7 separate regions of the Mus musculus genome follow, and all the other regions are linked to region 6. The links are chromatin contacts, called in public HiChIP or PLAC-seq and promoter capture Hi-C maps. All regions are on one chromosome and are shown on one strand. The core of a region is the stretch at or near the end of the contact, and the rest is flanking DNA. Distances in the headings are between cores, read along the strand shown.

Region 1 (2,700 bases), core at 26-2,525, 580 kb after region 6:
GTAAAGGGCCAAGGCTCAGTTTTCTGTCAACTCAACTTTCAGAAAGAAAACCCACAAGTACATCTGTTTGCAAGATCTGTTAGGATTTTAGGAACCAGATTTCCAATTTTTTTTTCTTTAGTAATTTTTGTTCATTTTACCAAAGAGCAAAATCCTCCATCTTCCCCTTCATCCCTCCCTCCTCCATCTTCCCCTTCATCCGTCCCTCCTCCTCCATCTTCCCCTCCATCCCTCTACCCTCCTCTAAAAGATAAGTGTTTCAGTTTATTTTTTGATGGAAACAGAGCAGCTAAATCCAAGTGTTTCTAAGGAGCCCGACTAGAGCACCATTTTGTAATGAAATAAACTGACAGTTCACAATGCTTGTATTTCATGTGTGAGTGAATGTGTGTGTGTCTCTGTCTGTCTGTCTGCTCGCATGTGAGTGCTGCATGTTTGCATGCCACAGTGTGCATGTAGAGGTCAGAACACAATAGGTGGAAGTTGGTTCTCTCCTTCTTTAATCCTTTGGTTCCCAGGGATTAATTAAACTCAAGTCCTCAAGTTTGGTAGCAAGTAGTCTTATCCACTGAGCTATCTGGCAGGCTCCAGTCCTTACTTACTTGTCCTGCAAAGCAATTCAGCAAAGGACTGGCCTGCAAAATCCAGCACAGCACTATAATGCAAACCTTCCAACTGCAACATGCACACTAGTACTACGTAAGGCAAGGAAGATACAGGGCCAAGTGGGGGAGTGATCATAACTCTGTCAGCCCATGAGCCCAGTGCTACAGCAGCTGCTGGTTGTGATGGGACTTTCTAAGGTCTCTAACTTGCCAGGTACCTCAGCTTTAGGTTCTATTAATTCCCTTTCTCAGCCCCTACATTCTAGCTTTGGATAACATAATGGAGCAAAAACACTGCTGTGGAAACTCACTTGTCAGGCACTCCGCTACTTCACCATGTTCTTTGAGGGCCTCTCCTTTGTGAGGAAGCCGTGAACTAAAATGCCCTGACATTGGGTCACAGGCTATGAAAGATGCATAGCTAGAGCCGGTGTGATCTGGACAATCCTGCCGGCAGTCGCTGCCCTGCTCGGCTCACAGAAACCAGGAAAACTTCTGGCTTTGGACTGGGGCTTTTGGGAGAGTCTCTTTTTAAAATGCACAGAGCCCACTGGAGAGGACTCTACACTACTCACATGACAAAATGGTGGCGAGCCATCTCTAGGCCAGTGGGGTGACTCAGATGTGATTATGCCCCACACTCTGTTCTCATGCCATGCCAAAGAGTGAAAAACTGTAACCCTCTGCTGCCACCTGCTGTTTCCTTTGGAATACATTATTGGAATTAGTCTAGGCATGTGTATCAGTTGATCTTTGCCAAGTGCCTTGAGGAATTTGGGGGCTGTGAAATGTATGTTTACATAGTTCTGTACCAGCAGGTCTGCTGTGTGCTAGAATAAACTGTAGGGTCCCATGGGTGCTTGCTGTCTTTTAAGTTAGTTCAATGGCTGTCTGCCCCATCTAGTAGAATAAGCTTGGTGAGACTCCCTGAACCCAGGGAGGACCTACAGGGCCCTTGAGCAAGATCCAACCCTTAAGAATTTGAGTATCTTCCTCATGGGACAGTGATGCCATATGGGCCATAATTGAAGGCTGGCTCCTGCATAGACTGTTCTCTGAAGGACGTATCAATGGGTAGTATTCCTCGTAAGTACCCCCTGCCCTGCTCCGGAAGTGGAAATGCTCTTCCGAGTAGAGCTGGCCAGCAGGCTTCAGCTCACGTTTACTTGTGACATCATCAGATGTCTTATCTTTGCCTTCTTTGAGGAAGCTGAGGCAGATTGAGGAAGTGGCATCCCCAGGGAAATGAAGATAATACTCTTAGGTGATAGACTCTGAGTTCAGGTTAGATGTAGAGATAATGGTAAAGAGTTAAGAGTCATAAGCTTGGATGGGTCTGACAGGGGCGCTTAGTCATCTGATTGCAGGCACAGAGGACAGACATCACCTGTCTTGACAGTTCTAGAAAGTGGGATTTTCCTCTTTGCTGTCTTCAGGAAGATGCACTCACACGCACACTTCTTTCTGTTATCATCATTGATTTTGGGAATTCTTTAAATAGTGATCTTTTGTTGTTGTTTTGTTTTGTTTTTTTTTTTTTATTGGCAGAGATTAACGAGCCTGTTAGATGGATTTTCATATAAATCTGTTTATTTATTTATTTATTTTTGTTTGTTTGTTTGGCTGGTTGGTTTTTTAAGACAGGGTTTCTCTGTATAGCCCTGGCTGTCCTGGAACTCACTTTGTAGACTAGGCTGGCCTCGAACTCAGAAATCTGCCTGCTTCTGCCTCCCGAGTGCTGGGATTAAAGGCGTGCTCCACCATGCTCAGCTAAATCTGATTTTTTTTAAGTCAAATCTGATAGTTTTTAGATGACATAAAGTATTAAGGAAATGACCCTTGATAGTTTCTCCTATCAGACTGAGCCTGATAAGACCAGGTATACGATGGCTCATTACTCAATGTCTTGCGCCACAGCTCCTACTTAGGCCCACATTTATTGAATGACTGAGCTGATCACCTATGCACTCATCTGCAGAAATCCTGGAGGAGGTAGGGGTGGGGGTGGGGGAAGGGAGGAAGGAGTAGGAGGAAGGCTTCTCAGAATTACTCAGATGAACAGCTCATGGTATACAAAGCATACATACTAGAGTGT
Region 2 (2,700 bases), core at 132-2,631, 920 kb after region 6:
GGCCTTTTGCCTAAAGGCACAAGGCAACGTCTCTGCCTCTGTTAAGCCTCTGGCAACTTCTGTTTACTTTGTCAGCAAGAGATGTGGCTAAGGCCTGTGTGTCCCTCCAAAAGGGAGGCCACTCTGGGAACTGCATCGCCCCAGCACATACTGCAGTCTGTAAGCAGTGTGCATGCTCATCCCTCACGGGGTTGAGTTACCCAAACACTACCAGCTCTGTTACCCGTTGTTCCACCAGCTGTTGGCTAACTGGGTCTTTGCACATGACCCTGATCAGTTTTGCCCCGCCTATTCGTCTATTTACTTAATATTCTTTCAATGAGAAATGAACCAAGGTCAAAATCTGGGCTCTACCACTTACTAAATTCATGTTGTTGGGTAAGTTCCTTGTCCTTCCCTCCCTGTGCCTGATCTGTATGCTGAAGACCACAATGGCAGCTGCCTGGAAGGGTTGCCATGATAGCTTCATGAGCCACCTCTGTGAAGCACTGGCCATCATTCAGCACACAGCAGGCATTCAGTGTGTGCCAGCAACCACTGTTGCATTTACTTAAAAGGGAAACTACGTTCTATCTAAAGTGATAAGAGTCAGCAGCAGTTAACACAAACAGAGAGCTAGAAACACCATCAAAACAAGTTACTACACTCCAGCTACTGCCCACCAAAGATGCTGCACCAAGACCTACCCTCGTTTTACCAAGAAGAGAGACGAGGAAGTGTCAGAAAGCTGTTGACATCACACCGGGCTCAAATGAGGGTGAGCACTTCCCGATCTGCACAGGCCTGTCCCGGTTTTAGCAATTCTCATTCCCAAAAACTGGTCTTCAAATATAGAATCCCTCCTTGGGTACAAAAGACCAAGAGGACCTAGAAATAGGTCTGTGTGATTCCTGTTAGGTGAAGCTAGCCAGTGGCCCACTAGCAGACATCAGGCCACACAGCACATATCCACCTCTGAGAACTGCAAACTCGGAGCAGCGACCATGTTGTGTGTATTGCTCAGATAGTCCTCTCGGGAAGCCCACATTGCAAACACCACCAACAGGAAGGCTGATTAAACGTCCACAACTAACATGACTCTGCACGGTGAATCCATTTCGAAACCATTGTGCTTGAAGAATAATTAACACTACAGACAGGAGATCACCGTGGGATGTGCAACTAAGAAAAACTCAGGTCTTAGCTTTATAAAACTATAGAACAATATAAAGACTCTACAGGGCTGGGTTATATATAGCTCAGGTGGTAGGCTGCTTGCTTAGTGTTCATGTTTGTCTTCTGTTGCTGAGATAAAACCACAAACAAAAGCAACATGGGGAGAGCATAGCCAAAGCAGGAACTCAAGGCAAGACCTCCATGTAGAAACCACAGAGTAATGTTGCTTACTGGCTTGCTTCCTGTGGCTTGCTCAGCTGCCTTTCTTATAGAGCCCAGGCTCACTTACTTGGGCCCTTCCACATCAATCATCAATTAAGAAAATGCTCCCACAGACATGGCCATGGGCCAATCTAATAGAGGCAATTTCTCAGTTGAGATTCCTTCTTCCCAGGTAGACTTAGGTTTGTGTCAAGTTGACAAAAATAACTATGACTCCCTGACCACACTAAGCCCTAAGTTTGATAAGCTGTAACACATGTACTGAGAGTTAATGGTGGGTACAGAGGCATAAGATCAGAAATCCACAGTCATCTTCAGCTACCTGTTGAGTTTGAGGCCAGTCTGAGCTACCTAAGACCTGGTCTCAAAAGATAGAAAAGGGCAGAGAGGAGAAGGGCAGAGAGAAGCGTGTAGATGTAGCTCTCAAAACATGCCCAATGACACCATCTCAGGAGCTAAGCAGAGTCTGCCCTGGTCACTATTTACATGATAAAAGTATGAATAGGATATCTACTGTAATGGTGGCAATACTTATCTCCGAATGATGAGATTCTGAAGTGCTTCTTCTCTTTATAACTATTTCTGAATTTATTTTTATTCCCATTTCTATATTTCCCCCAAGAAAGTTTAGTAGGAGCAAAGACTACTTTTACTACTGGTGAATAACTGAATAAAAATTATAAATAAAGGAAAATAAGAAGTAATCAGTGCTGATTAAGACCAGTTCCTTTTGCAGTAACAGCTTTAATTATATTATTAAGTATAATTGTTATTGAAAAGATATTTGGCTGAGTTTAACATTGTTTTGACAATTTCATACACAATACATCATGATCAAGTTCACCTTCAACACTCTCCCTTATTCCCACCCCCAATTCCTGCTCCCCTCTTCTCCATTAGTCTTCATCTTCTGTGCCGTTTTAAATTTTTATTTATTTTTTGACTCACTGAGTTAACTAAGGTCGCCTCTGTAAGCATGGGTAAGGGGGTTACTTCCTAGAGTATAGGCAACTTAATGTCTACACCAAGGAAGAAAATGACACCAGATTACCATTAACTGCCAACAGTCTCAGGGAGGGGCGGAGCTTCATGAGCCCCCCGCCCCCGTCCATGATGGAATGTAGAAGGGTCCAATCCTATGCCCAAGCCCAGTCTTAGCCACCTCTTTGCATTTGTTACTGGCAGGGGGAGCTTTTCTGCCACTTGCTTTTTATTTCCCCTAGAGAAACCCCAGGCAGGGAAGGCAAGGTTTGCTCCAGGTCACAGTCCAAGGTCACAAGCTGGAGTTACCTCTGCTCAGGTGCCAGGTTCAAAGGTCTATCA
Region 3 (2,700 bases), core at 192-2,691, 710 kb after region 6:
ATAATTTAATAAGTGCAGAGACAGAGTTCTGTTTATCTTTGGGTATCTATCTTCTTAGGAAACAAATAACAACAGCCAGAGTCCTGGAGAGATGGCTCAGCAGTCAAGAGTACTTGTTCTTGCAGAAGATCCAAGTTCCATTCCCAGAATCTACTCGGTGACGTATAACACTCATAACTCCAGTTCTAGGGGAGACAATGCCCTCTTTTGACTTCCTCATGCACCAAATACACAGGTATGCACAGACATATATGGGAACAAAAGGTTCATGCACATAAATAAATCTAAAAAAAATTAAGGTTCAGCAAACTAGCTAGCTTTTTGTTTCTGTTTCTGTTTGTTTGTTTTTCTGTTAGACAGGGTTTCTTTGTATAACAGAGCCCTGGCTGTCCTGGACTTGCTTTGTAGACCAGGCCGGTCTCAAACTCAAAGATAGCTGTATGCTGCTTGAGTGCTGGGATCAAAGGCATGGACCACCAAGCCTGGCCTAGCAAACTAGTTTAATCACGGTTCTTTCACCAAGCCGATCATGGGCAACTTTAAAGCAAGAAGAAAAAGATGCAGCATACTATTCATTAAAAGGAAAATAATTTTCTGGGTTGATGGTATGTGCCTTTAATCCCAGCAGTCTGGAGGCAGAAGGAGGGTCCATATAGCAAAATCCAGGTGAGCCAGGGCTGCATAGTGAGATCCTGTCGTATTTTTAAATTATTGCTTCATTTTTATCACATCTTTAACATTTTAAGTGTGCTATGTAATGTATATTAGCAGTCATGTGAGTATCATTGATAAATATGTAGATTGCAAGCATCAGGCTATGAAGTAGAAAGAATAAAATTTGGTGCTTAAATGAGACAGCTGTGAAGTGAATGAAAACTCACAGTAGCAGTAACTCTGTGAAAGAGGCACAAGTCAAAAGGTGGCTCCCCAGTGTGGCTTAAAGTGGGGGTGCTTGGGTGAGGTCACTGGTCAAGACTAAAACCACCAGCAGGCAATTAGGAGTTGGGCCTAGGAATCTCTGGTTGAGATGCACCTGCCGCTCTAGAGTATTCTGGGCCTAAGAGTTTACTAGCTTATCAGCAGGCAGGAGGCCATTAAAACCACCTGGATGGGCCTGGATTCTCTGAGTTAGCTCCAGAAATGATCCAGGGAGCTGGCATCCCGAGACTCCTCGGAGCAGGAGCAGCATAATGGAAAACCAGGCCATGGAGGCTAAGAAACCGGTCACTCTGTGGAAGTCTGTGGAAGCCAGCGGCGGCAGACACCCAGTGCTAACTTTGGGAGCTGTGTTCCAGGAAGGAAGGCGTGGTCAGCAGGCTGCAGTGCTGGGAAGAGGTGAGCAAGGGTGCACAGAAAGCTCCCGCTGGCCTTGGCAACTCAGAGGTCATTCCGGACTTTGAGGGGCTGGCATAGAAACTAGACCGCAGAAGGCTGGGAAGCAAGGAAGTGTGTGTGTGTGTGTGTGTGTGTGTGTGTGTGTGTGTGTGTGTGTGTGTGTGTGTGTGTGTGTACACGCGCGCGCCCGTGTGTGTTGGGAGGGGCGGGAAGGTGATTCAAGGGACCGGTCCAACACCTGGAGAAAACCAACGCTTGCTGGTCGGTTTAGCTACCAAGAGTAAGTGTCGTGGAGGGAACCATGCCTCTAGAATCTCGTTTTTTGGGGAAAGTCCTGGTTGGGAGGGGAGGAGGAGGTGGGCAAACACCTCGAGGCGCAGCAGCTAGATTGGTGGTAGGGAGGCTCAGAGCGGGTATCCCTGCTGGCATCTGACCCGGGACAGTGTCGCGGCCCCACGGAGCCCGGGTGGAGCCGGACTCGCTTCCGGCCGAGGACAGGGAGGCTGCCGCGCCCGGGTGCTTAGGTTTCCTGCTGGCAGCGCGGCCCAGCGCCTCGGGTAGCTTCGGGTCCTCCAGGTAGTGCGCGATCCCGCTGCACAGGCTCTCTGCCCCGCCACCGGGCCCTGCCGCACAGCGCTCAGCCTGGTCCCCACCAGTCGCGGGCTCCTGCGGGGCGGGCACGGGCTGCAAGCGCGGCCTGGTCGGGTCCAGCTCCACGTACCGGGCCGCGCAGGCGTCAGTGCGCTGCTGCCGCTGCCCTGTGCGCCCTGCCCGGCGCGGCACCTGCGCTCCAGCCCGGCAGCCGGCCCCCATGGCCCTGCCCTCCGAATCCGGTGAGTGCGCGCGATGCTGCGCCGCTGACCTTGGGCCGGCGCTCTGTGCCCAGTCCCCTCTGTGCTCAGAGACCAGAACCTCCGCAGCTCCCACCTCCAGAGCCTGTTCCCCGTCCCTACCCAGCGGTGGCCTGGGTCCTGGCCTCTGGTGAGCCTGCAGCACCTCTGGTTCCTGGCTTAGAGAAAAATCTCAAGATTTAGGGAAATTAAAGGAACCGGGCATGCTAGCTTTTGAGCTCCTGGACAAGTTTCTAGGTGCCTGAGCCTCACTGGGTGTGTTGGGCTGGGGTGAACTTCTAGGTGGAGGCAGAGGTATGGACCAGATGATGAGTCCGTTTGAGGACCCCTTTCTTACCTCCTGTCACTGGGCAAGTCACTGGGAGTACACCCTTGTGCTGTAGTAGGTTGGTTCCGCCCTTGAACTTCCTGCAGCTGCTTTAAGAGCAGATCTGCTAATGGCTGGTCTAGGCTGGCAGAGGCCTGTGATGCAAGTTTGAGAGGCCCCTTAGTAGATGTTTTCTAACGGGAGTGT
Region 4 (2,700 bases), core at 71-2,570, 990 kb after region 6:
AAAAAAAGAAAACAAAGCTCAGCCGGGCGTGGTGGCGCACACCTTTAATTCCAGCACTTGGGAGGCAGGCAGATTTCTGAGTTCAAGGCCAGCCTGGTCCACAAAGTGAGTTCAGGACAGCCAGGGCTACACAGAGACAGAGAAACCCTGTCTTGAAAAACCAAAAAAAAAAAAAAAAAAAAAAGATAACAAAGCTCTTGGTGTCTGTGAGTAGAGTACCGTCAGAGCAAAAGAGGCTTCTGAACAAAGAGGACAAGAGTAGTTAGTCCAGGCTTCAGGCTTCACGTACTAAACTGATCAGAGGGATTTGCAGAGCTCAGAGAGCACAACCCAGAGCTTGTGTTCTTAGAGACAAGCCATCCCAATCTGCAGAACCTTAGCACTGCCTTCTAGAATGCAAATTAGCCATTAGAGATAGTCCAGAAAATTACCTTGTCAGTTACCTATAACAGGATGTGTATATGCTTGTGGTCAAAAATGTTGTTTATATAAAAATTAACTCTGGGGGTTAGGGAGATGACACTATGTGTAGAAGTGCTTGCTGCATAGTCATGAGGACTAAGTTCAGATTCCTAGTACCCATGAAAAATATGTTCATTTTCTTAGTGCTGTCAGAAGTGGAGACAGGAGAATCACTGGGATAGCAAAACAGGCCATGAGGGTGGAGGGGTGGCAAGCTCCAGGTGAGAAATCCTGACCATGAGATAGGGCAGCCAGTGACAGCAAGACATATCAAGACATCTGACATCTTCTTCTGGCCCCTGTATCCACCCCTCCCTTCACACACGTGAGATACAGATCTCAGACACACACTAGAGTAAAGAGGTGAAATGAACTCAGATGTTCATTTGCAGGTTGACCAACATACTAGCTGAAGTGTGAGACTTGTATGCTCATTGACACAGATCCCAGAGGAAGATGTTAAGAGTGTGTCACCCAGAGGGCCCAGGTGTGACTTGTCATGGTGGCCATGATGAATTGATTCTGGATTGTGTCCTAAAGATAGGAGAAAGGGGTTTCCCAGCTAAGGTTGAGGCAGGCAGGCAGGCTTAAATCTCTTTACCTTTTACTCAGCACTGGTCCAAATTCCAAGTGGAAAAAGTATTTTGATCCTAGTTTTTCTGTGAACAGATTTTTATGTTGTAAATACGTAAACTGACTAATGTCAGAAGTCAACTCCAGATTAGTCTCTGAAATTAGCCAAATTGGAGTGTCTTTTCAGAGCTTTAAAACTGCTTTGAAATGCAGACACAGCATGAGAATACCTCCCTGCTGTGTTCTGTTGTCGTTTGTTTATTTTTGAGACAGAGTTTCTCTGTGTACTGGCTGTCCTGGAACTTGACCTGTAGAGCAGCCTGGCTGGAACTCAGAGATTGGCTTGCCTCTGCCTCCCGAGTGCTGGGATTAAGGGAACTCGGCAACACTGCCCGGCTCTGCTGTGTTTCTAACCAGCATTTCCTTTCTGTAGTATGAGAACTGCCTCAGAAAGTTCTATAAGCACCAAAACACTGAGGTTGTGCTCTACCTGGCCCGCGCCCTCTTCAAGTGCGGCAAGCTGCAGGAGTGCAAGCAGACTCTGCTGAAGGTAACAGGACTGCATCCGCCCCCGCCCCCGCCCCACCCCCCAAATGGCTGCCTGGCTTTTACTTGTTTACTGAATGCTTTTGGTGGCATTCAGTCATAAGAAGCTACCTGCATTGCTTTCTGTTTACAGGCCAGACACGTGGCACCCAGTGACACAGTTCTGATGTTTAATGTGGCCTTGGTCTTGCAAAGATTAGCTACCTCTGTCCTGAAAGATGAAAAAAGTAATCTGAAGGAAGTCCTTAATGCTGTGAAAGAGCTGGAGCTCGCACACAGGTGAGAGCTCTGAGGAAAGGGGCTTTACAGTGGTTTGTTGCCTTAAAACTGCCTCAGGAGATTAAAAAAAAAGATTTTCCTCAAAAGAAAAATAATAATAATAACCATTAGGGGAAAGCAAGCATTAGAGGTCTAGCTAGCAGTTTAGTTTAAGGTCAAAGCACACAGTTGCCATGTGGTGGCGCCATACTCCAGGCAGAGTCCAGGCAAGTCAGCCTTGAAGCCTGATTCCTAGAGCTGCCTGGCTGGCTGTGGGCTCTCGGGGATTTTCATTCACCTCTCAGCAGTCCGAGCCAGTGTTTTACACTTGTGAGCTGTTTCGTCTCCACTTGTGTTGGTTTCATGTTCTGTTCCAGTGTGTCTTTATGGGATGTTGATTTTCATCAAGCTAGGATTAAAGATCTTATCACTTACTGCTTAACAGATTTATTCAGCTCAGTTCAAATGTGTTTAACCTTATAGGACTTAGCAGTTCAGTGTGTGGTAGATGAAAGCTCCCATCTCTGATGATCAGCTGTGCTATTGTTCATCTCTGTTAATGTTTCTTGCCTCATCTGGTGAAGAGTAAGTGCTCTCGTGACTTCTGCCCCACCCACCGTGCTGACACAGTTAGTTAGAAAGTTTAATGTTTACTACCTGTTGCTATGGTTATTTCTTAGTTTACTGACAGTATTAACTATATTTTACCTTTCTTGATGAACTTCTGTTTATTAAACAGGGCCTTAATATGAGGATTGAGTGAAATATCTTTTATCTTCTATCTTCTTCTTCCATTTAGGTACTTCAGTTACTTGAGCAAAGTTGGAGATAAAATGAGATTTGATTTGGCCCTTGCTGCCT
Region 5 (2,700 bases), core at 178-2,677, 970 kb after region 6:
TATAAATGAACTGGCATTTTTCATAAATACCTACGAGTGAAATATAGCTGAAACTAGGTTGGAGCTTGAAGCCAGAGAAGATGAAGAATCAAGAAAAGATGGCAAAGAGATAATAGTAGCTTTGGCTCAGCAGAAGAAATTGGGAGAAAGAGCAGTGAATATCTTAAAAAACACTGGCTAGCAGGGATGGAGGGGGGCTCTGTTTTGAGACAGGATCTCTCTATTCTGTAACCCCAGATTAGCCTGGAACTCCATGTATAGAGTAGAATGGCCTAAATTCAGCGCTCTCCTCCTGCTCCTCCCTCCTAAGAGTTGAGATTAAAGACATGTGCCACCACACCCAGTTAAACTAACCCTTTTTATTCCCCATTTGGGGGGGGGGGTTCGAGACAGGGTTTCTCTGTAGACCAGACTGGCCTCAAACTCAGAAATCAGCCTGCCTCTGCCTCCCAAGTGCTGGGATTAAAGGTACATGCCACCACTGCCCGGCCTATTCGCTTATTTATTAAGATCCTTCCCTTGTTTATTCCAAGCACAAGAAACTATTTAATACTCTTCTATAATGAAATCATGAGCTAAAATGTTTTTGAATTCTATAATTTCATTATTTAGGTTTAATAGAATTCTTTTGATTTTATTTAAATCAAACCTAGCAGTTCCTTTTCATTGTGCTCCTAAAGAAATATAAGTACATTAAGAAATATATATAAGCCAGGTGCCCAAGCATATGCCAATAACTGCAGCAGTCAGAAGGCTGAGGTCGGGAGTTTCAAGTCAACCTGGGATACAGAATATCTCAAGAAATAAACAGGGTCTGCAAAAAGTTGCCTGGCTCCAACGCTGTCTATCTGAGTTCGAGCCCTACGACCTTCAGAGTAGGAGAAAACTGATTCCCACAAGATGTCCCCTGCCCTCCATTTGCCACACCATCGCTCGCATGTATCCATATACAAATATGTAACGCAACAAATAAAAATAATAATCCGTGCATTATTACCATAACTTCAGAATTCACTGATTATGTCTATTTAAACTAGTCACAACGACATCACCAGTGTGACTTGCACAAACTGGCTGGGACAACACAAAACGACTGTAAAGCTGATAAAAGATTGAATTATCCCCCAAGAAGCTTAAGTGGCCGAAGAGGCAAGGCACCGCCCATAGAATTCGTCACCAGAGGCCCCGCCCATAGAGGCGTGGTTTCGCCTCACCACCACCACTCCCCGCTCCGGCGCGGGTCTGTGAGGAGCTCAGTTTGGACACCTTAGCGGCAGATGCCGCGTTCCCGAAGGCGCTCGGTCACCTACGGCTGACACAACAACAACCTCAGGACTATCAGTCTTTCCAAAGAAGGACGCATCAGAGCCGCCAGGCGGGCGGAGCTCGCGTGGGACACGCCCTACTGGTAGTGCTTCCGGGACAGGGGGCGGGGCCTCCGGAAGTGGCCGGTCGCGGTCTGAAGCTCGTTGTTTCAGCGGCGGACAGCAGAGGAGAAGCTGGTCTCCGGCAGCTCCGCTGGGTGTGAGGTGTGGTAACCTCTGTAAGGCTGGAAGCCGGGACTGCGATCTGCCGAGCGGCGGGGTGAGAAGCGCCTGCTTTCAGAGCTCACCATGTCGCGGGGCTCCATCGAGATTCCCCTCCGGGATACTGACGAGGTGGGTGCCGAGTGTGCAGCGGGGGAGGGCTATGAACTTGGACGATCCCAGCGCCGATTTTGCTCCGCTTGGTTTTTGGAGGGGAGAGCCGCAGCCGAGCTTCTCGGCCCAGGCACCACTCAGCTGGTCACCTTTCTGGCCGCAAGGACTTCGGGAAAGTTCGCCTGCAGCCTGCTCCTTGTTGACAGTCGGCTGTCTTCCGAGGCGCAGGGGTGTGAGCGCCGAGTAAACCTCACCTCTTACAGAGGGGAGTCAGTGCCCCAGGGGCTACCTGCTGCTCCAACTTGGGATTTGTTTATTTTTTTAAATCTCCCTGGGTATCTGAGAGACGGCTCTTAATGCCATGGAAGAAAAGTCTGTCAAGGCACACTATTAACACAGCTCTCTGGGCGAGATAAGGGGCCCGAGATTTAGCCGCTCCTGTGTGCTGATGGCAACGACCCACTTTCATCCATGGCGTGTGGTTTGTCCGAATAAAGCTCCAGCGTTGCCTCAGTCAGACTAGATTTTACACACTTTTATTTTCGATCGAGGTAGAATTCATTTCTAAAATATGGTGGTCTTGGGTACATTCCAGAATATTTTTCTTCTAATTGTTGGTGCCCACATTTTAGGCATGTATGTGACCCACGATACTGCCTCCGTGATTTAAGTGACCGTTGGTATTCAACTTTGCCTGTCCTCTGGGATAGAGTTTCTCAAGCTCTCAGACCTATGGCATCAGTGTTTCGTTGGCCTATGGGTTGTACAAGGTTTCATTTTGGTTTTGAGTAAGCAAGTCGTTGAGAATTTTATAGTTTTAGCGATGTGAAGAACGACCAACAGGATTTGCCTGCTTTTCTATGCTTTGACCAAACCAGACTACAACCTGTTTGCCATGTGTTTCCTAAATAGGAACATGTATTAATTAGTTCACTCCATTGAAAGTGAGTACATACCCTTTGTGTATGGGCATTGATGAGTATTCAAAACACGCAGAAGAGAGAAATTGTGAATTTAAAAAGGAAACGAAACGTTTATTCTGTGTTTTAGGTCATTGAAC
Region 6 (2,700 bases), core at 119-2,618:
CAGACAGCCACACTCTCAAAAACCATAAAAGGATGTATATTCTAAGTCCTGAGATCCTTCAAATGACATTTGAGTACCGATTATGTAACTATGCCCTGGTTAGATTAATATTTTAAAATTGTGATTTATTGGGCCTTATGTGGCATAGGCTATACAGCCTACTCTTAGCACTTAGGGATATACTCTCCGGTTAAATTCATAGCCTACTGAACTATACTGCAAACTAAAGTCTCAGATGGGGTGAGGGCAAGAGAAGGTAATACTGTAGGTTCCGACTAGATTTAGTTACAAACTCAAGTTTCTCCCGGCTATTTTTCGACTTCATCAATGACATCACCTGAAATGCAAGTGACTGACGGCTAATGCTGGTCAACCTCCTCATCTTATTGGAATATACACCTGGTACTGCGGCTACTGCACTCTTATCTGAAATGCCTTGTATTGGAAATGGCTTAAGGGTTGGGCCGAGAGGATTAAAAAAAAAAAAAAACGTACCACATGCCACAACTAATGTCTCAATAGGTTAAAGAGCCCAACAGATGCTTTCTTCATCCTTCAGTTTCACAAAACAGGGAAAGCGCATGCAAAGGACCCGAGCGACCACAAGTCCACGGACACACTAAGAGCATTCGCTTTGCCTCCCAGCGGAAGCTCGGCTCCGCCGGGATCTCCGCAGAAGCAGAAAGCTCAACCTCCCATGGCATGGTCATGCCCGGAGATTGGGGAAGGGCAGGCAGGTTCCGAACCCAGTCTCCGGCATCAGCTGCGCTAGGCACAGAGACCCAAAGCGAAGGCCTCGGCCGACTCCGAGAGCCCCTAGGGAGCGCGTGGGAGGTTCGGGCCGCCCTCCTGCCTTCCTCTAACCTTCCAATGAAATAACACTCGGCAATAGAAAGGCAAGGCCCATCCGGCCTCCGATACACGCTCCGGCAGGGCCACCGGGAGCTCCATGGGTTCCACATTAGCCCTGTAGGGAAAATGGCGCCCATCACCCTATTTCCCTCCCGGGCAATCAAAAGGACGAACCTCCCTCCCTTGCTACAAAATGGCGCCTCCCGCTGGGGCCCCAGAATCGGCATAATTCACTCGTCCGTGGGGCGGAGTGGTCCGCGATGAGCAGTTTCGCCATCCAGTCAGGCACAGAAGCTTTGATTCCGTACCTGGCGCCAGCCACTCATGAGCGGGTAGGAAGGTCAGGCAACAATGACGCAGGTGAGGTGGGCGTAGTTAGTGGCGGTTTCCTGCCCGTCAGCTAAATCTAGACCAATCGAGAGCAAGAGTCTTCCAGTGAGTGACGTAAAGACAGCCCAATGGAGGGTAGGGGCGGGACTCAGAATTGCTATGCGGGTTGCGGGGCTTGGGGGCCGGGCGGCTGTTTCCTGTCCTGGTGCATGGTGGTCGGACGAAGGAATTGTTGGAAAATTTTCTCGGAGGTTCGTATATAAATGTGTTTTTACCCAGTGTGCATTATTCTCCGCCCGGCCGCCGCCCTCAGTGCGGCGGCGCGGGCCCACTCGGGCCCCGGCTCTCCCTCCAGCTGCTTATGCTGGTCCTCAGGCCTGGCCGATCCTACGGCCGCCTTCGTAGCGCAGCCCGGGCAGAATCGGAGTTTATTAATAACCCGAGGCCGCCACTCTAGGGCGGCGGAGCCTTTCCCTCTGAGGACGCCACCCCACCCCCCTTCACCCAGCGCCCCGCCTGTCCCCTTAGGGGGCCGCTGAGGGGAGGGAGAGCAGGAGGGGAGGGTGGAGCTCTCGGGAGCCGGGAGGCTCAGCTCGACCTGACCTTCGCGCGGAGCGAGTCCCTGGGCGCTCGCTCGGTGTGGAAGCCGGTCGGACTGGGCCTCCGGGCCTCGGTTCTCAGCAGGCCCCAGCAGGGGCGCGGGGCCCGCGGCTGGGGACACGCCTGCATATCGCCCCCGGGTTTCTTCCTATTCTGATCGTAGGCACATTTATTCGTTTTCACAATTTTTTTCTTCAAAAGTCTGTGAGGCCTAACATCGAATATTCAAAAATAGTCTCTTGGAATGTTTTATAATGGGACTTTCGTTCACTCATTTTTTACTTTCTCCCTTTCATTAAACGATGTTTCAATAAGTAGAAATGAATACCACTGCCCATCTGTTTGTTTAGAATCAAGTTCTGCCTTCCCTTTTGAAATATTCAAATCATCTGGCATATTCCGTTGGGAATGTGAGAAATTGCACGTTTCAGATTGTGTTCAGTTTGGTCCTAAATTTTACTAGGAAAGATGCGTTCAGCCCTATTCGGCAAAAACTTGTGTAACATTTTAACACTTTCTTCATTCTAAGTATATAGTAAATTCATTGTGAAATGTAAAGATCACAAAACAATAAGCATAAATCTTACCCTGACATTTTGAGTATTTGGAGATGAGTCAATCGACTCTACAAATACTCTTCCCCTTTGTTTATTTTGGTTTGTTTTATCTGGGCATGGTGTCTCTGTCTATAATTCCAGCAATCGGAGTCTGAGGCAAGAGGATTTCAAGACTACTCTTTATTACAGATTTACAGCTAGCTACACACTGAGTTCCTGATCTCAAGTATACTAATAACAGCTTTTTGATAGAATATACACACGTTCAAATTCACCTAAAATAGTCCAAACTAAGTCTGGTAGTTCAACTTTGAAATCTAAGCTATCAAGGCAAAAATAGGAGAAATTTCAAATTCAAGGC
Region 7 (2,700 bases), core at 169-2,668, 520 kb before region 6:
GTCTGTGTGTGTGTGTGTGTGTGAGTATGAGTGTGTGTGTGTGTGAGTGTGTGTGTGTGGTTATACAGGCCCAGGGCTGAGTTCAGCTTTAGGTGTTGACCTTCACCTTCCAATTTGTCTGTTCTACGTGGTTTGCTTATGGATCTATCAGGCTAGGTAGCCCACTAGCTTCTTCAGATTCTCCACTTTGTCTTGCTATAGGAACCTTGGGATTACAGACCATTGCTAATGCATTTGGCTTTACTTGGGTTCTGGGGAATCTGTGCTCAGGAGTTCACATTGTACAGTAAGCATTTTACACACTGTGCTATCTCCCCATTCTAAATACTCCTTAATCTCTCCTGCCAGTCTGCTCTGCTATGTGACTCTGAAAGGCTGGTCATGCTCACTTCTTTCAGGGAAAGAACAAGGCTATGGACTCTGGCCACCAGGGCTCAGCAACGTAGGCCTCATACTCAAGTAGCTCCCTCACTACAATGTCCTGGGCTGCCCTTCTCTCAGCCCTAATCTATATACCCACCCTATAAACACTGATGCTTTTCAGTACAGAGCCTACATGACAGTGGATCCCACACATTGCCAGGAAGGCAAGCATCCCTGAGGATATCCTACCTGCCTGCCTATAGGGTTTTCAACATGGTAGAAGTCCCTAGGTACACAACTAGTTCCTGAGGCAACCCCTCTGCTAAGTGCTAGTGAGAACAGAGACTAAGAAAAGCTTGAAAGCACCTTGAGGGCACAGGCCCTCACTAGCTGGCTCTCCTAAGTCCTGCCATTAACCCTCAAATCCCACAACTAAGATAATTTGGGGCAGAGCTGCAGAATGTCAAGTCTCTAAGAAAGCCCTTATTTACTGCTAATAGGAGTTTGTAAGAGCTCCTGGTTTGGTTTTCTTGCTAGAACACAAATAGTGAAGGGGGGGGGGGGAGGGCAAGATAGGATGCCCTGGAGGCACATCTCAATTGCCCAAGGCAGTTTCAACACGGCAGAAGGTCCTGAGTGCACAGCCCTCTCCTGAGGCAAAGTCCTCTGCCAACTGCTAGCCAGGACAATAGCGTCAGTAAAAGCTTGGGGACAGGCCCCGACTGCCTAGGCCAGAGCTGCATTACCTGCATGGGTGGGTGGTTGTACTTCCTGTCTTGGGGACTCCACATCCTGTGCAAAGAGTCCAAGGAGTTCTCAGACAGTTGCTGGGATTTTCGTCCAGCTCTCCGGTTCTTTAAGTCCACATCCTCGTAGGGATTCTCCTTGGGAAGCCCTCCTGCAGAGGAGGCAAAGTTAGAGACAAGAAGGAAAGAATGAGAGAGTGAGAGATATACACACAATTCCTGTGAAGCACAGAGAATATCTTCAGCCTGGCCCTTCAGCTCATGAGTCACGCAGCTGCCTGTCTGCAGTGGGGAGGCTACAAACAGATCTTGGCTCCAAGTGCAGAAGCTGAGGCCCCCACTCCCCACCTCCAGTTCAGCTCAGCTCAGCTCAACTCAGCCCTGTCTGGCCACTGCTTTATAAATTAGGGATTGCACAAGACTGGCAGAGGACAACGCTGACACTACAAGCTCTAGCCTTCTGCTGGTAAAGCCCCCGAGATTGGCTTCTGGAAAGGCTTTCTGAGATCCCATAGCCGCCCCTTTACTCAGCTCTCTGTGGGTCTCCTGGGTCCAGTTTTAGGGGTAAGTATGAAAGAACTCAAAGGAGTCGAGGGAGCAGAGCTTTGCTAGATCCTCCTCTGACCTACTCCTACGTCTCCAAGTCTTGCAGGAAGAGATACTGTCTTGGGCAACCAGAGGGCCGAGTAGCCCTAGTGAGTGCTCAGTGAGACTTTGTTCATCCCTTTCTCTGAGCATGTCAGCTACCGCTTCTACGGGTAAGCTCAGCAGAGAGAGGATCCTCATTGTTCCCCATTTGGCAGAGACTTTTCCACGGTGACATGGGAGTGTGAAAGGCTTGGAAGGAGTCCAGGCCAAAAGAAAGGAAGAGAGTTCTTGCATCTCAGGACCAGTTTCTAAAATCTCTGGCAGTATGCTCTATATTGACACTACCAGAAAATCTTAGGAAAGCCCCAAACATAGTCCCTGCCCAAGACTATAAGATTTTTGAGATTCATCCTTTTCTAAGTTACACCTTCCTATGCCATCCCCTCTCCCATGAGGATGCTTCCTTCCTCCTTCCTTCCTTCTTCCCTTCCTTCCTTCCTTCCTTCCTTCCTTCCTTCCTTCCTTCCTTCCTTCCATCCATCCATCCATGTAAGTACACTTGCTCTCTTCAGACACAACAGAAGAGGGCATCAGATCCCATTATAAATGGTTGTGAGCCACCAACATGTGATTGCTGGGATTGAACTCAGGATCTCTGAAAGAGCAGTCAGTGTTCTTAACCTCTGAGCCATCTCGCCAGCCCTAATGAGGCTTTTCTAACACACAGTAAAACCAAGGAGTCATGTTGCGTCATCAGTCTAAGCTTAATCCCAGCACTGAAATCATGATGGTAACAAGATCCAGAGACTCCTTACCAATACAACCCTCACTTCCCCTCTGTTGTCTTGCCCTAGACTCAATGCTACTGTTTGGGACCTCTGTGGCAGATAGCATGCCCAGGGAAGGATTTGCTCCTACATTGTGAACAGGACTGAGTTTGGGCAAATGCTGAGCCCCATGCCTACCCTGCAGATGCCTGCATGTATCTTACCTCCACTCCTAC

Evidence for each region. Promoter capture Hi-C pulls out the DNA fragments that hold promoters and counts their contacts. HiChIP or PLAC-seq counts read pairs in DNA pulled down with a chosen protein or histone mark.
Region 1: an H3K27ac HiChIP or PLAC-seq map of T-cell acute lymphoblastic leukemia shows a contact between it and region 6, with 2.6 times the contacts expected there. The contact joins the enhancer-like site here to the promoter of Zfp143 in region 6. A contact is called at or near these places in 14 of 39 promoter capture datasets (the 3T3-L1 cell line, 3T3-L1-derived adipocytes, the HPC-7 cell line and 9 more), 2 of 15 datasets of contacts at CTCF or cohesin (the NIH/3T3 cell line and pro-B cells), 7 of 484 Hi-C or Micro-C datasets (the HPC-7 cell line, cortical neurons, embryonic stem cells and 3 more) and 11 of 115 datasets of contacts at active chromatin or transcription factors (the SCID.adh cell line, T-cell acute lymphoblastic leukemia, embryonic forebrain and 5 more).
Region 2: a promoter capture Hi-C map of neutrophils shows a contact between it and region 6, with 5 times the contacts expected there. The contact joins the enhancer-like site here to the promoter of Zfp143 in region 6. A contact is called at or near these places in 4 of 39 promoter capture datasets (hippocampal neurons, liver and neutrophils) and 2 of 115 datasets of contacts at active chromatin or transcription factors (large pre-B cells and memory CD8 T cells).
Region 3: a promoter capture Hi-C map of erythroid cells shows a contact between it and region 6, with 8 times the contacts expected there. The contact joins the promoter of Ampd3 here to the promoter of Zfp143 in region 6. A contact is called at or near these places in 1 of 39 promoter capture datasets (erythroid cells) and 1 of 115 datasets of contacts at active chromatin or transcription factors (pancreatic cancer cells).
Region 4: a contact with region 6 is called in an H3K27ac HiChIP or PLAC-seq map of embryonic stem cells, with 3 times the contacts expected there. The contact joins the enhancer-like site here to the promoter of Zfp143 in region 6. A contact is called at or near these places in 5 of 39 promoter capture datasets (cranial neural crest, embryonic stem cells, frontonasal cranial neural crest and 2 more), 4 of 484 Hi-C or Micro-C datasets (cerebellum, differentiating embryonic stem cells, embryonic stem cells and 1 more) and 10 of 115 datasets of contacts at active chromatin or transcription factors (acute myeloid leukemia, astrocytes, embryonic hindbrain and 6 more).
Region 5: a promoter capture Hi-C map of pre-B cells shows a contact between it and region 6, with 12 times the contacts expected there. The contact joins the promoter of Ctr9 here to the promoter of Zfp143 in region 6. A contact is called at or near these places in 14 of 39 promoter capture datasets (3T3-L1-derived adipocytes, the C10 cell line, the HPC-7 cell line and 9 more), 2 of 484 Hi-C or Micro-C datasets (B cells and CD4 T cells), 4 of 115 datasets of contacts at active chromatin or transcription factors (astrocytes, bone marrow-derived macrophages, epiblast stem cells and 1 more) and 2 of 9 other capture datasets (adipose tissue and liver).
Region 7: a promoter capture Hi-C map of 3T3-L1-derived adipocytes shows a contact between it and region 6, with 2.3 times the contacts expected there. The contact joins the enhancer-like site here to the promoter of Zfp143 in region 6. A contact is called at or near these places in 3 of 39 promoter capture datasets (the 3T3-L1 cell line, 3T3-L1-derived adipocytes and the C10 cell line), 1 of 484 Hi-C or Micro-C datasets (embryonic stem cells) and 2 of 115 datasets of contacts at active chromatin or transcription factors (microglia and stem cell-derived neural progenitor cells).

What each region holds. Positions count from the first base shown.
Region 1 is chr7:110,644,281-110,646,980 of GRCm38.p6, forward strand. No RefSeq gene overlaps it. Among named protein-coding and RNA genes, the nearest start is that of Gm28863, 15 kb to the left of the region's middle. Within about 2 kb of position 1,276, at least 43 of the 459 cell types and tissues checked have an H3K27ac peak or open chromatin away from gene starts, as enhancers often do. A contact at or near this core is called in the NIH/3T3 cell line, the SCID.adh cell line and T-cell acute lymphoblastic leukemia, where this site is marked.
Region 2 is chr7:110,976,845-110,979,544 of GRCm38.p6, forward strand. All of the region lies in intron 1 of Mrvi1 (MRV integration site 1), which reads right to left. Among named protein-coding and RNA genes, the nearest start is that of Mrvi1, 4.3 kb to the right of the region's middle. Within about 2 kb of position 1,382, at least 44 of the 459 cell types and tissues checked have an H3K27ac peak or open chromatin away from gene starts, as enhancers often do. A contact at or near this core is called in memory CD8 T cells and neutrophils, where this site is marked.
Region 3 is chr7:110,766,765-110,769,464 of GRCm38.p6, forward strand. It overlaps Ampd3 (adenosine monophosphate deaminase 3), which reads left to right and starts at 1,442. Exons shown (of 15, transcript NM_001276301.1): 1 at 1,442-1,615. It also overlaps B430319F04Rik.
Region 4 is chr7:111,047,796-111,050,495 of GRCm38.p6, forward strand. It overlaps Ctr9 (CTR9 homolog, Paf1/RNA polymerase II complex component), which reads left to right. Exons shown (of 25, transcript NM_009431.2): 17 at 1,469-1,585; 18 at 1,715-1,860; 19 at 2,639-2,700. Among named protein-coding and RNA genes, the nearest start is that of Ctr9, 20 kb to the left of the region's middle. Within about 2 kb of position 1,321, at least 12 of the 459 cell types and tissues checked have an H3K27ac peak or open chromatin away from gene starts, as enhancers often do. A contact at or near this core is called in embryonic stem cells and liver, where this site is marked.
Region 5 is chr7:111,027,524-111,030,223 of GRCm38.p6, forward strand. Ctr9 (CTR9 homolog, Paf1/RNA polymerase II complex component) reads left to right here and starts at 1,428. Exons shown (of 25, transcript NM_009431.2): 1 at 1,428-1,658; 2 at 2,691-2,700. The coding sequence starts at 1,614.
Region 6 is chr7:110,060,343-110,063,042 of GRCm38.p6, forward strand. It overlaps Zfp143 (zinc finger protein 143), which reads left to right and starts at 1,369. Exons shown (of 16, transcript NM_001374618.1): 1 at 1,369-1,433.
Region 7 is chr7:109,543,968-109,546,667 of GRCm38.p6, forward strand. It overlaps Denn2b (DENN domain containing 2B), which reads right to left. Exons shown (of 20, transcript NM_001001326.1): 5 at 1,110-1,261. Among named protein-coding and RNA genes, the nearest start is that of Snora3, 25 kb to the left of the region's middle. Within about 2 kb of position 1,419, at least 88 of the 459 cell types and tissues checked have an H3K27ac peak or open chromatin away from gene starts, as enhancers often do. A contact at or near this core is called in 3T3-L1-derived adipocytes and microglia, where this site is marked.